2 separate regions of the Gossypium hirsutum genome follow, and region 1 is linked to region 2. The links are chromatin contacts, called in public Hi-C maps. All regions are on one chromosome and are shown on one strand. The core of a region is the stretch at or near the end of the contact, and the rest is flanking DNA. Distances in the headings are between cores, read along the strand shown.

Region 1 (6,632 bases), core at 3,635-6,134, 74 kb after region 2:
AAAAATCTCATCTCATTGGGAGCCCTGGAATCCAATGGTTCAGTTGTTACTATGAGAGATGGGGTTTTGAAAGTGACATCTGGCGCACTTGTGATATTGAAGGGCATCAGGAAAAATAACTTGTATTACTACCAAGGTAGTACAGTTATTGGAGCAGTCGCTGCAGCTTCCGGCAACAAAGAATTGGACTCAATACAGTTGTGGCATATGAATTTGGGACATGCCAGCGAAAAATCCTTGCAAATTCTGGCAAAGCAAGGATTGTTGAAAGGTGCAAAGGCTTGCAAATTAAAATTTTGCGAGCATTGTGTTCTGGAAAAGCAAAAGAGAGTGAAATTCGGTACTGCTATCCATAATACAAAAGTTATTTTGGAATATGTTCACTCAGATGTGTGAGGGCCTTCCAAGACACCTTCATTGGGAGGAAAACACTACTTTGTTACTTTTGTTGATGACTTTTCCAGAAGAGTTTGAGTGTATACCATGAGAACTAAGGATGAAGTGATTAGAGTTTTTCTTAAATGGAAAACTATGATCGAAAACCAGACTGGCAAGAAAATCAAGCGGCTTAGGACGGACAATGGAGGGGAATATAAAAGTGATCCGTTCTTCGATGTGTGCCAAGAGTATGGTATTGTTCGACACTTCACAGTTAGGGATACACCACAGCAAAATGGATTGGCAGAGCGTATGAATCGAACATTGCTGGAGAAAGTTCGATGTATGTTGTCCAATGCTGGGTTGGGCAAGCAATTTTGGGCTGAGGCTGTCACATACGCTGGCCATCTTGTTAATCGTTTGCCATCATCTGCATTAGAAAGAAAAACTCCTATGGAGTTATGGTCTGGAAAATCGGCTACAGATTATGATTCCTTACATGTGTTTGGATCCACTGCATATTACCATGTGAAGGAGTCAAAGTTAGATCCGAGGGCAAAAAAAGCTCTCTTTATGGGAATCACTTCTGGAGTGAAGGGATTTCGTCTTTGGTGCTTAAGCACAAAGAAAATGATCTGTAGCAGAGATGTTACCTTTGATGAATCTGCCACATTGAAAAAGGTAGCAGATAAAGATATTCAGACGAGCAATACTCCACAGCAGGTGGAGTGTACTCCAAAACAGTTGGAGTTTGAGCAGATGGGGATTTGCCCAGTTAATAAGTCTAATTCTCCAGCCACAATGGAGGAATTAGAGGTTGAAGAGGTTCTGACCCAAGAACCACTAAGTACACCAGAACCAGTTGCAGTTGCAAGGCCACGAAGAGAAATTCGTAAACCTGCTCGATTTACTGATATGGTGGCCTACGCCCTTCCCGTTGTTGATGATATTCCTATCACTTATCAAGAAGCAATGCAAAGCTTAGAAAGTGATAAATGGAAAAGCGCCATGGATGAAGAAATGCAGTCTCTCCTGAAGAACAATACTTGGGAATTGGCGCAATTACCGAAAGGTAAAAGGGCAATCGGATGCAAGTGGGTATTCGCAAAGAAAGATGGATCTCCTAGCAAGAAGGATATTCGCTACAAGGCAAGATTGGTAGCTAAAGGCTACGCTCAGAAGGAGGGAATTGACTACAATGATGTATTTTCCCCTGTTGTGAAGCATTCCTCCATTAGAATTTTGTTGGCCTTGGTAGCACAGTTGAATTTGGAGCTAGCTCAACTTGATGTTAAGACGGCTTTCTTGCATGGTGAGTTAAAAGAGGAGATCTATATGACTCAGCCTGAAGGATACACAGATGCTGGTGGTAGAAATTGGGTTTGTAAGCTGAACAAATCGCTATATGGATTGAAGCAATCCCCGAGGCAGTGGTACAGGCGATTTGATAGCTTTATGAGAAGGCAGAAGTACACAAGAAGCAAATATGACAATTGTGTGTATTTGCAGAAGCTGCATGACGGATCTTTCATTTATCTACTCTTGTATGTTGATGATATGTTAATCGCTTCGACGAGCCAAAAAGAGATAGATAAGCTGAAGGCTCAGTTGAATCAAGAGTTCGAGATGAAAGATCTAGGTAAGGCCAAGAAGATTCTCGGCATTGAGATAAGTAGAGATAGACAGAGAGGCAAGCTTTGTTTGAATCAGAAGCAATATTTGAAAAAGGTATTACAATGTTTTGGTGTAAATGAAAACACAAAACATGTAAGTACCCCACTTGCTTCTCATTTGAAACTTAGTGCTCAATTATCTCCGAAAACTGAAAAAGAAAGAGAATATATGGCAAAAGTCCCATATGCTAATGCAGTTGGGAGTTTGATGTATGCGATGGTGTGTACGCGGCCTGACATTTCACAAGCTGTTGGAGTTGTGAGCAGGTATATGCATGATCCTGGAAAAGGACATTGGCAAGCTGTGAAATGGATTCTACGGTATCTTCGAAAAACCGTAGATGTTGGTTTAATTTTTGAGAAGGATGAAGCACTTGGTCAGTTTGTAGTTGGATATGTTGATTCCGACTTTGCTGGTGATTTAGATAAACGTCGTTCAACTACGGGGTATCTGTTTACTCTTGCGAAAGCCCCAGTGAGTTGGAAGTCTACCTTACAGTCTACAGCAGCTGTGTCTACTACAGAGGCAGAATATATGGCAGTTACAGAAGCTGTTAAGGAGGCTATTTGGCTTAATGGATTGTTGAAAGACTTAGGAGTTGTTCAAAGTCACATAAGTTTATATTGTGACAGTCAGAGCGCTATTCATTTAGCGAAAAATCAAGTCTATCATTCAAGAACCAAGCATATCGACGTAAGATATCACTTTGTGCGGGAAGTCTTTGAAAAAGGAAAAATTCTACTTCAGAAGATTCCGATAGCAGATAATCCCGCAGATATGATGACCAAGGTGGTAACAACAATCAAGTTTAATCATTGTTTGAACTTGATTAACATCCTGAGAATTTGAGCACCTTCAGGTGTATGGCGCTCGAGAGCGCATTTGTAGGCACTACAAAAGATAGCTTTATCGAATTTGGGGAGTTGAAGGAAGTGTGTGAAGATGTGATTATCCTAATCAAATCTTCAAGGTGGAGATTGTTAACATTAATGGAAGACAATTAATAATGGTTGCCATTAACATTAATGGGAGACAATCAATAATGACAACCACCAACTTTGGAAAAGTGGCAAGGGATAATTTTTTTTTGGTCCTTGAGATAATGGGCTATTTTTTGTTTGGTCCTTGAACCTCAACTATAAATAGGCCTTCTCATTTCTCATTTCAATTCATCCCAACCAATCTTTCTCTCTTAGTTTTCTCTCTTCTCCCATTTGAGAATTCTTAAGGAATTCTATTTGTTTGTAATATTTTGGAGATAGTAAAGTTATCATCTGGTTTTAGTAGCCCGAGGACGTAGGTATAATTTACCGAACCTCGTTAAAACTCTTGTGTTCTTTTTGTCCTATTTTTCTTTCAATATTTGAGGGTATAATAGTAGTATTTAATTGTGCTATTAAATTACGTTAGAAGGAATATTCTGACTAAGGAAAGACTTGGTATTTAAGAGATCCTTGTGATCCACCTCTCTTCCCTGAGAATTGAACTTTGTGTGATTTTTTAGTACAATAATTTACACGCTTCCGATCCTATTGGAACAACAGCTATTAGATAGTTGTACAAGGCAATAAGCAATTAAGACTGTAAAAACTAGTAGTAATTTACATTGTTTGATCTAATGTAAAATATGAAAAGCAGAATTACAAAGTTAAAAGAAAACCCATTTTCATTTATTCCTAAAACAATGATAAGAAAATAACTGAAAAGCATTACCTTCGATTGGTATAATAGGCTCTAGCACCATTAAGAACATGACCATAAGTGTCTAGCATGAAAATGAGATTAGTCACTATTGCTTTTGCAGTCTCGTACATTTTACTTGCCAGCAGGCCTCTGCACAAACATATTAAACATCAATCCCCATTAAGATTTTAAACTAAGGTATGTTGATTCCTTAAAAACTCCAATAAACTGTGAAGCCACATGGAAGCAATTTCCAAGAGAATATTCCTTTATGATCCTAAAACTAAAAACATTATGATGAAGTCAAAAACTAACCTGATAACCCAATAAGAATCCCAATAATAAACCTCAGTGAAACGTGAACCAGGAATTATTACAGGCCTTGGCAAAGGAAGCAGAGTATGCAATTCAGGATCATGAAGAACCGAGCTCGAAACTTTCCTGCTAAAATTCTTCCATAAAGCATGGACTTCCAATGCCCAACCTCTCACCTCTGGGTTCTCCACCTTGGGCAAAAAGCCATGCGGCTCAGGTACAAAATCCACTGGCTCAGCATATACAACATCATCCCCTGCATCATTAAAGTACTTCCCGATAAACCCTTCAAAATCCTTAACAGAAACTGACCCATTTTCCGTCTTGGGATGTTTATCGAATGCTTCCACGGTGGTGGAAAGATTAGACTTTAACGACAAGTCTACATAGTGTTTAGGATCAAAATTCGATTTCCCATAAGTTTGCAAAGCAGTTTCTTGGACACGTACAAGGAAACTTAGTAAGGGTGTTACAGGGATTACGGGACCCGGACCTTTGGTACATGATGATGGAGGTGAAAGTGGGTTAGTGAGGGCCATTGGAGGCAGCGACTGTGAAAGAATGAACACTGAAAAGAGAAAAAGGAAATGCCTTTTACGGTAGGTGTGGTAAAGAAATGGGGCCATAATGATGGGTAGAATCGAAGGAGATTGAACGAGACATGGATTAACGCGTGTTGAATTTTAAGGATCTGAAAAAAAAACAAAGTAAGAAAGGACGGCCGGTAATGTAATCGCAAAACGACGGTAATCAGGATTTACGATAAGGACTAAGCACGTGGACAACCACTGTAACATTGATATATAGGCAAAAAAAAAAAAAGCCTATACAACATACATTGGATTTGTGAGAGTTTGAAGTTGACTACGACTGTGGACAATGGTTAGCCAAGTGGATGAATGTAATTGCTGGTTAATAAAGAAATGGTGACAGTCATGTTCTTTGAAAATATTCGGAATGGCGTTTGTGTACATATTGATAAAATCAAAAGAAGGGATATTAGCATATATTGAAACTGGGGAAGAAAGGGAATTCGATGGTGAATTCTCCCATGGTTTTTGGATTTTGGTTAGAATGTAGGGGGTAGAAAGTAATATTTATGTTCTGAAAGTGATATGTATTAGTATTTGTGTTTGTTTTCATATCAAAATTTTGTATCAATAGATATAAATAAAATATAATATTTATATAGATTAATATTGAGACAAACAATTTACAATATATCGAAATTATTGAAATATGCATAAATTTAAAAGATATAATATACCAAAATGTATGTACTAATCTGCACCATACAGATAACCATGATTTTGGTATTCTAAGTTGTTTAGCTAGATAAGAAGGTTATATTTTTGGCTCCTCAAATTTCAGCTCGATGGTTCGCACGGATGTTATTGACCCCTTCGGTAAAAGCATATTTTTTATTTGGAAACGATCAGTTCTCTCCTCTCGATCTTGTAACGATCTGAAAGTTGTTGGTGTTGGAGAAATTCGATTTCAGGACTTTAATTCCGTAAATCGATATTGTAAATATTTTTATTAAATATTTATGGAGTTATGTTCTAGGTGAATTAATTTTTGGATAGACAAGTTTATCGAATTAATGATTAATTAAGGTACAAGAATCAAATTGTAAAAGTAGTAAAAGTTTAATTGCTATAGACTTTTAATTAAGAAATGAACCAAAGGACTGAAATAGCAATTAAACCATGTCATTATACTTATTAGCAAACATGGGTCATTAAATTGATTAATATAATAGGGTAAAATACCAATAAAAGCCTCTTTTTTTTAAATTACTGAAATGGGCCAAGTAAAAAATTAATTACCGGAATGGGCCAATTTCCCCGAAAACGCGTCCACATCAACATGTTGTTAGGTGACAAAGTATGAAAACGCTTCCTCAAGGAAGCGCTTTGTCCACGTGGACAGAAAACGTTTCCTTGAGGGCGCGCTTTGTGTCCACGTGGACAAAGTGCTTCCTTGAAGAAGCGTTTTTCCCGTGTCTCCTGTGTTAGGGTCAGGGTTTTGGATTTTGGGTTTAGGGGTAGGGTTTTGGAGTTTTTGGGTTTTTGGGTTTAAAGAAAAAATTAAATAAATAAGGGTTTAGGGTTTAGGGCTTCTTAATTGAATTAATTATAAATTTTTCAAAATTAGATTAGGGTTTCGTGTTTATGATTTTTAAGGAAAAAATCAATTAAATTAGAGTTTAAGGTTACTTGAGTAATTTAATTATAAATTTTTAAAAAATCATATTAGGGTTTAGTGTTAAGGGTTTTTAAGGAAAAATAAAATAAATTAGGGTTTAGGGTTACTTGAGTAAATTAATTATAAATTTTAAAAAAATTAGATTAGGGTTTAGGGTTTAGAGTTTAGAGTTTAAGGAAAAAAATTCAAATAAATTAGGGTTTGGGGTTTAGGGTTGCTTAATTAAATTATTTGTTAATTTAAAAAAGCTCCCACGTGGACTCTCTTTTGCTACAGTAGTTCCTGAAAAAATAATTTCGAGAAGACGTTTCTGAGCAAATAGTTTCAAAAATGCTTTAAGCAAGATGCTTTGTCAGCAAAAGTACTAAAAAAAG
Region 2 (6,574 bases), core at 3,003-5,502:
TTCTAAAAAAATCTCTAATTTATTCTAGCAGAAATGTGTAGAATGATCTCAAAGAGCAACTAGGAGGGGTGTTGGGGGTTCTAATTTCAAATAACCTAGAAAAATATTTAGATTTACCAACGATGGTAGGGAGAAGAAAAAAGGGCATGTTCGTTGAGTTGAAAGAAAGATTTATTCAAAAAAGAAGAGTTGGAGCAGCCAGAATTTAGCTATTGGTGGTAAAGAAATTTTTATTAAAACAGTTTTACAAGCACTTCCCATTTATGCTATGCAGTGTTTTAAGTTACCCATGTCACTTTATAGAGAGTTAGGAAGTCTAATGTGTAAATTTTGGTGGCGAAATTTAAAAACCATTAAGGGTATTCATTGGAGTAGTTGGTTTACTATGTGTAGTCCAAAGGCGTTTGGGGGTTTGGGATTTAGGGATCTTGCATTTTTAATACTTCTCTATTGGCTAAACAGGGTTAGAGACTATTCACCCAACCTAATTGTTTGTTTACGCGCGTAATGAAATTTAAATATTATCCTTAAGATACTTTTTTAAATACAGGTTTAAGAGCTTACCACTCTTTTACCTGGCACAGCATTTGGAATGCGCGTAGTTCATTGGAAAAGGGAACGAGCTAGAGGATAAGAAACAACGAGGCAACAAACATTTGGAATGATGCTTGGCTGCATATCCCTGGCAATGGAAGAGTGACTAGTCAGAATATAAACATCAACTATACCAAAGTAGCAAATCTAATTTATAAAGACTATTTTACACGGAACTATGATGCAGTTTGGCACTTACTAGAAAGGGAACAAGTCGAGGCAGTCCTCACTATTTTGTTGGTAAGTAGGACACAAAAAGACGTACTAACATGGCGAGGAGATAAGTCGGGCGAGTACACAATCTAGAGCAGATATAAATGGCTAATTACAGAGGAGCTACAACTATTGGATAATTTTAATACAAACCAAACAAATATAAATGCCTATTTTACAAAACTTTGGAATCTCTCGATCTCCAGCAAGATAAAGATAAAATTATGGAGAATAACAAACAATTATCTCTCGACGCTTAGCAATCTAAAGATTCGAAGACTCGGGAATAATGTTGTGTGCCCAATTTGTTCAGAGGAAGAAGAAACTACGGAGCATCTATTTCGAGACTGCGAGTTCACACAAAAGGTCCTTTAGGGGGTTAGTGTATATTCCTCACAAATAAACACAAAACAAACATGGAAACAATGGTTAGTTCTTCTTTTTAACAATAGTAACATTCAACAATGTGTAGTCATGGCAATCTCATTTTAGGCAGTGTGGTATAATCGAAATAAATTCTACCATGAAGGGAAAAAGGGGAGCATACAGGAGGTTGTGGGATTTATAAAAGCTTATGTGTTGGAATTAAATCAGATACAAACCATAAAAGAGATTAATATGAAGCCAAAGGAGAACTTTTGGAGACCCCCCAAGGCAGAACAAATGAAGGTTAATTTCAATGCAATATTTTTTCAACAAGAATTGAAAGCAACAACAGGAATCATAATAAGAAATTATGGTCTTGTGATGGGATCGTGCACCTACCCTTTAGGAAGAACTAGGGACCCAACCACCACGGAAGCAAATGCATGTCTTCAGGCTATCATATTTGGGGAAGAATTGAGATTTCGAGACCTTGTTGTGGAAGGTGATGCCTTAACTATTTTTTAAAAAATCAAGTCTGTTTCAGAGGATACATCGGTGATTGGTAACATAATTGATGAAATAAAAAAGAAAAGACCCAGATTTCTTAACTTATATTTTCAATATAGCCCTTGGAAGGAAAATGAAGCAGCGCACACTCTCGCAACACGAGGGCACAGTCTTTCTGGCTCGATCTATTGGATGGAAGAGGTACCTTCGAAAGTAGAACCTAATGTCGTCAAAAATCAAAGAAGGCTCTTGGAACAATAAAGGTTTATTTTTGTCTTTCTGAGTTCGGGGACAGCTTATTTCTCCGACGAACTCAATTTTGGAGTGGTCTAGTATGGTGCTTCAAAGGAAAACACAACGATGGCAATACACCAATAGACTCCGGTGTGTTTACAAATGTAGAGAAAAGGAAATGTGTTTAGGATCAGGAAAGGTTTTGTGGTTTAGTTGTTAGGTTTTCTTTAATTTTTAGGAATTCAGGCTCTTTCATTTCTTTAGTTAATGTTTTAGGAAAGCTCGAGGCACCGTCTCAGTTACCAGCAGGCTTGTAACAACTATTAGGACAACTGTTTCTTTCCGTTTACCTTGTGTGTTTTAATTTTCTTTTTTTCAATGCATATTGACTTTGTTTCAAAAAAAAATTGAAAACTTTCAAAGTGATTTATTTTAATATATATATATATATATAAAGGTATACTTGCAAATTTGAAAAGTTTATGTTCTTGGATAATTCTGATGCTGACAAGTGGCACCATTAATTGCTTGACACTTTAATCTTTTTTTAATATTATGATTAGTTGACCCATTAGTATCTAACATTTTTAATTGCTTTAATTTTAATTTTTTAAATAAATACTACTACTTTTCATATATGATAATTCATGGAGTTACACCCATCATAGTTAGTTTTGAAATCAAATGATTATATTTGCATTTACATTTTAGGTAATTTTGCCACTTATATTACTATTTAGTCAAGCAATGTACTTAATTTACTAAAAATATAATATTTTTAGACCTAATTTTAGTTTGTCAATTCTTTAGTGGATTAATTATTGATGTTGGAAGCTATAAAAAAGGCTTAACAACAAATTTGGCCACTAACGTTTGTATGTTTTGTCAAAATGACCCTAATTATATTTTTTAGTCGTTTTTGGCTATCAACCTTTGTTCATTTTTTCAATCTACTTTTTCTAACAGATTTAATAAAAATACCATTAAAAAAGTTAACGGGGATGATGTAGAATTTCAAATGTAGAATATTTTTATTGATATATAATTTATTACTTAGATAACCCAATAAGACAATTACATGTGAAAAATAATAAAATAAATCATACATTAAATTTAAAAAAATAACTCTTAATTTTAAAAAAATAAGCGTAATTATCTAAAAAAATTAACCCAGTAGAAAAACTTTTCAATAAACAAACGTATGAAAGATTGAAACCTTTTGAAAGAAAACAAATATTGAAACCTTGAATTTATTTATTAAATCTATTAGAAAAAAACATATTGAAAAAAGGAATGAATGTTAATGGCCAAAAAAAGCTCAAAAATATAATTAGGACCATTTTGACAAAACATACAAATGTTAGTGGCCATTTTGATCGAATGATGGACTTGACAGATCAATGTTATCAGGGTTGAAACTTTTTTTTGTGCTTTCAAAGAATTTTAGTTGGTTTTTGTGTAAAAAAGAGTTGATCAAAGGCGACTCCGGCAACTTCTACAGAATGGAAGAGTAGGAAATATAGCGAGTGCTAGGGTTACGTAATAGCAAAAAAAAACTTAAATAATTATGTAATTTTTTATTTTAATTATTATTATGTTTAAAAGATATTTCAATCATTTCAGGTAGGTCCAAGTTTTTTTTTCAAAATAGTTTAAATAAATTAAATATTAATAGTTAACATTATGTATAAATTATGGTTAATATTATGTATATTTTGTTTTATGATTTGATGTATATATAATTTAACATTCATGGAAGTTAATACTTTTTACATTATATGTTTTTAAAACTAATGAAATATTTAAAATTATAATATTATAATGAAATAAGTATTTTAATTTTCTTTTTATTTTTTCAATTAAATTATATTTTATCGCTTGTAATATATGTTGATTAAACAAAAAAAATTACAATAACTGGTGCATCGCACGACAAAGAAAACTAGTTGCATTTTTATATAAAATTATCGAAAATCGAAAATATTTTCTTTTGAAAATTAATTATCGAAAATATTGATATGCAAATATGGTTGTTACAAGTTCATTTATACTGCTAAAAATAATTACTTACAAAAAGAAAGGGCCCGTTAGCACATAATTTAGAGCTCGTAGTCCCTCAAACAAATCAAAGAATCAGTAAAATAATATATATAAATTTGATATCTATAAGCTGTGATCCAACAAAATATTAAACCCCAGCCACTTGTTGGGACCTGACTGGATTAGACCCTAAATTAACGAACCCTTTGAACTGATAGCACTCTAATACACTTCCAAATCTAAGATGGGTCCAGACCCACATGCAGGGAGGGGGACCACACGAACCTTAACCTGTTGCAGCAACAGCCATGAATTCAGTCCCTGGTTAAAGCTTGCTGAATCTTTGGAGGGGTCTTATAATCGAATAGGTAGACCATAATTGAGGTAGGTTCGAATCCGTCCATCCCAGCCTGCAGTAACTATGACAAGTCCCCACTTGTGGGAACTCAACATGCTTTGATAGGCACTTTTCAAAACCTTTAACTCGAACTTGCACATGTCAGATGCAACTGTCACCGGACTCGCGTTGGGGAGTGTCTCTTCAGGCCAAGTTGGAGACCCCTTTGTTAATGACTCCAATAGAACACGCGTTAAAGAGAAACAATCTGGTGAAGAATTAGGCATAGGTTGTTCCGGCTCCACCTTTGGACTTTGATGTTTCTGCCCGCTTGGGTGGCTGTTTCTCCTCACATCCCCACCACCCAGTTCTAGGGATGTAAGTGTTGCTGGAATGGTCTCAATTCCACGCCAAGGTATAGCAACCGATGCATTGTGGGAGAGGAAACTCTCGCAAGACGAAATGCTTTTCAGCTTGGAACTGTTCTTCTCCTGGTTAGCGTAATTCCAGATGTAGATATTGGAATCCTCGCTGGCTGAGATGATCTGTTTCCCATCTTGGCTAAAAGTTGCAGATATCTGACTCGTTGCAACTCGAAAGCCGGATGCTGGAAGATGAAAAGAAGCTAAATCAACTACCACCTCGTGATCACGAGATTATATAAACAGAAGTGTGAAATACTCACCCTTCACTTTGCATATGACATCTCTCCCGGACAAGACACGGACAAGTGAATCAGCTGAAGTAATGATCACTTTACTTGGATCAGTAGGAGAGAACTACAAAGTGAAACAGCAATATGTAAGCCTTCACCTGGGAGAAAAAAATATAATGAAAAAGAAATGTAAGGATTAAATTTAACCACCTCGAAGCCAGTTATCCTTTTTCCAGGTAACTTTTTTTGCCTTGTAAATATATCGGTTCATCAAGTTGAAGTCGAGTACCTATAGGAACAGTTAAAATTATTCACCGAGGTTTAAGCAGAAACTACTAGCAACAAAAGGACCATTGGTGCAGAACACTGTATGTTTATTGCAAAACCAACCACCTTAATATTCAATGTTGGATGAACTTAATATTATCCCATATGTTCAATAGCCCCATTAATGTACTATAAAATCCAGGCTTTTGTACATGAACATACCTATTACATCATAGAAGCGGCAGCTGCCAGTCATTGAACCAACAATTCCTCCCTACAATAATCAAACATTATTATTTTTTAAATCTATTAAATTTCAGGAAGAAACCAAAATTTTCAACAAGCTAATAAAAGCAAAAGATTTGAAAAACCTTTCCATCAGGCCGATAACAAACAGCAGTGACTATATCCCTTACATCTGTATAATCAATGACTCGACAACGAAGCACTTCCCAAATGCGAACTTTTCCATCAATTGAACCACTGATGAAATAATTGTCATCCACAGGGTTGAAGGCAACAGAAGTTACTACAGAATAATACACATGTTAATGTCGTGTAATGAAAGATGATGACCAGCTAACAAAACAAAAAAATGTAATTAACTACTATTTCTGTACAGCTAGGATTAGGGTTATGGAAGGCCTACCATAATTGTTATGAGAAAAAACCCTCAAGCATCCATAGTATCCCACTTGCCACAGACGAACGGTCATGTCGACAGAAGATGACAGTAGAAACTACAATAAAGGATATATATTATATTTTTATTTGTTAATAGAGATTGAAAGCAACTTAACAAGGAAGATGAAGCCTAGGAACTTTACCCCTTTCTTAGACCAGGAAAGAGCCAAAATTTCTGCGCTGTGCCCCTGGAATTCATGCACAGGCTTCTCCAAAACTCGGAAGACCTTGGGTGGGAAAATGACGCAAGTTGAATCGGATGATCTCCTTAACCTCTTAATCTTATCTATATTTTCTTTATCGACATTAAGAGGAATCAGCTGTGAGAGATGATTCATTCTGAAGTAGAGACATGACGGATCAAGGTCTTGGATATCAAATTTGTCTAAACTGTCATCCTCAACAATCTTCCATACACGCACAATACAATCTTCACCTGCAGTTGCTAGGAATTCGCCATCCAGACTGAACTTCATCGTCAAGATGGACCCTTCATGTGCTACAAATTCTTGCCCACAATAAAGGGAAGACAACTCCTTGGAATGCTTGCTAGATGGATGAGGTCTTACCCTTTTCATCCTTTCCCCGGGCACCGAATCATGATTATCGGGCTTCGATGAAACATCAACATGTCTATCAACAATATGAGCCATGGCACCTAATTTTCTTAACCAACT

The links. A called contact is a pair of places that touch in the nucleus more often than the background predicts.
Region 1: a contact with region 2 is called in a Hi-C map of leaf, with 2.6 times the contacts expected there. The contact joins two enhancer-like sites. A contact is called at or near these places in 2 of 34 Hi-C or Micro-C datasets (both in leaf).

What each region holds. Positions count from the first base shown.
Region 1 is chrD03:35,470,762-35,477,393 of Gossypium_hirsutum_v2.1, forward strand. It overlaps the pseudogene LOC107950713. Among protein-coding and RNA genes, the nearest start is that of LOC121215825, 30 kb to the left of the region's middle. Within about 2 kb of position 4,885, at least 5 of the 9 cell types and tissues checked have an H3K27ac peak or open chromatin away from gene starts, as enhancers often do. A contact at or near this core is called in leaf, where this site is marked.
Region 2 is chrD03:35,397,094-35,403,667 of Gossypium_hirsutum_v2.1, forward strand. It overlaps LOC107950714. Among protein-coding and RNA genes, the nearest start is that of LOC107950715, 13 kb to the left of the region's middle. Within about 2 kb of position 4,253, at least 7 of the 9 cell types and tissues checked have an H3K27ac peak or open chromatin away from gene starts, as enhancers often do. A contact at or near this core is called in leaf, where this site is marked.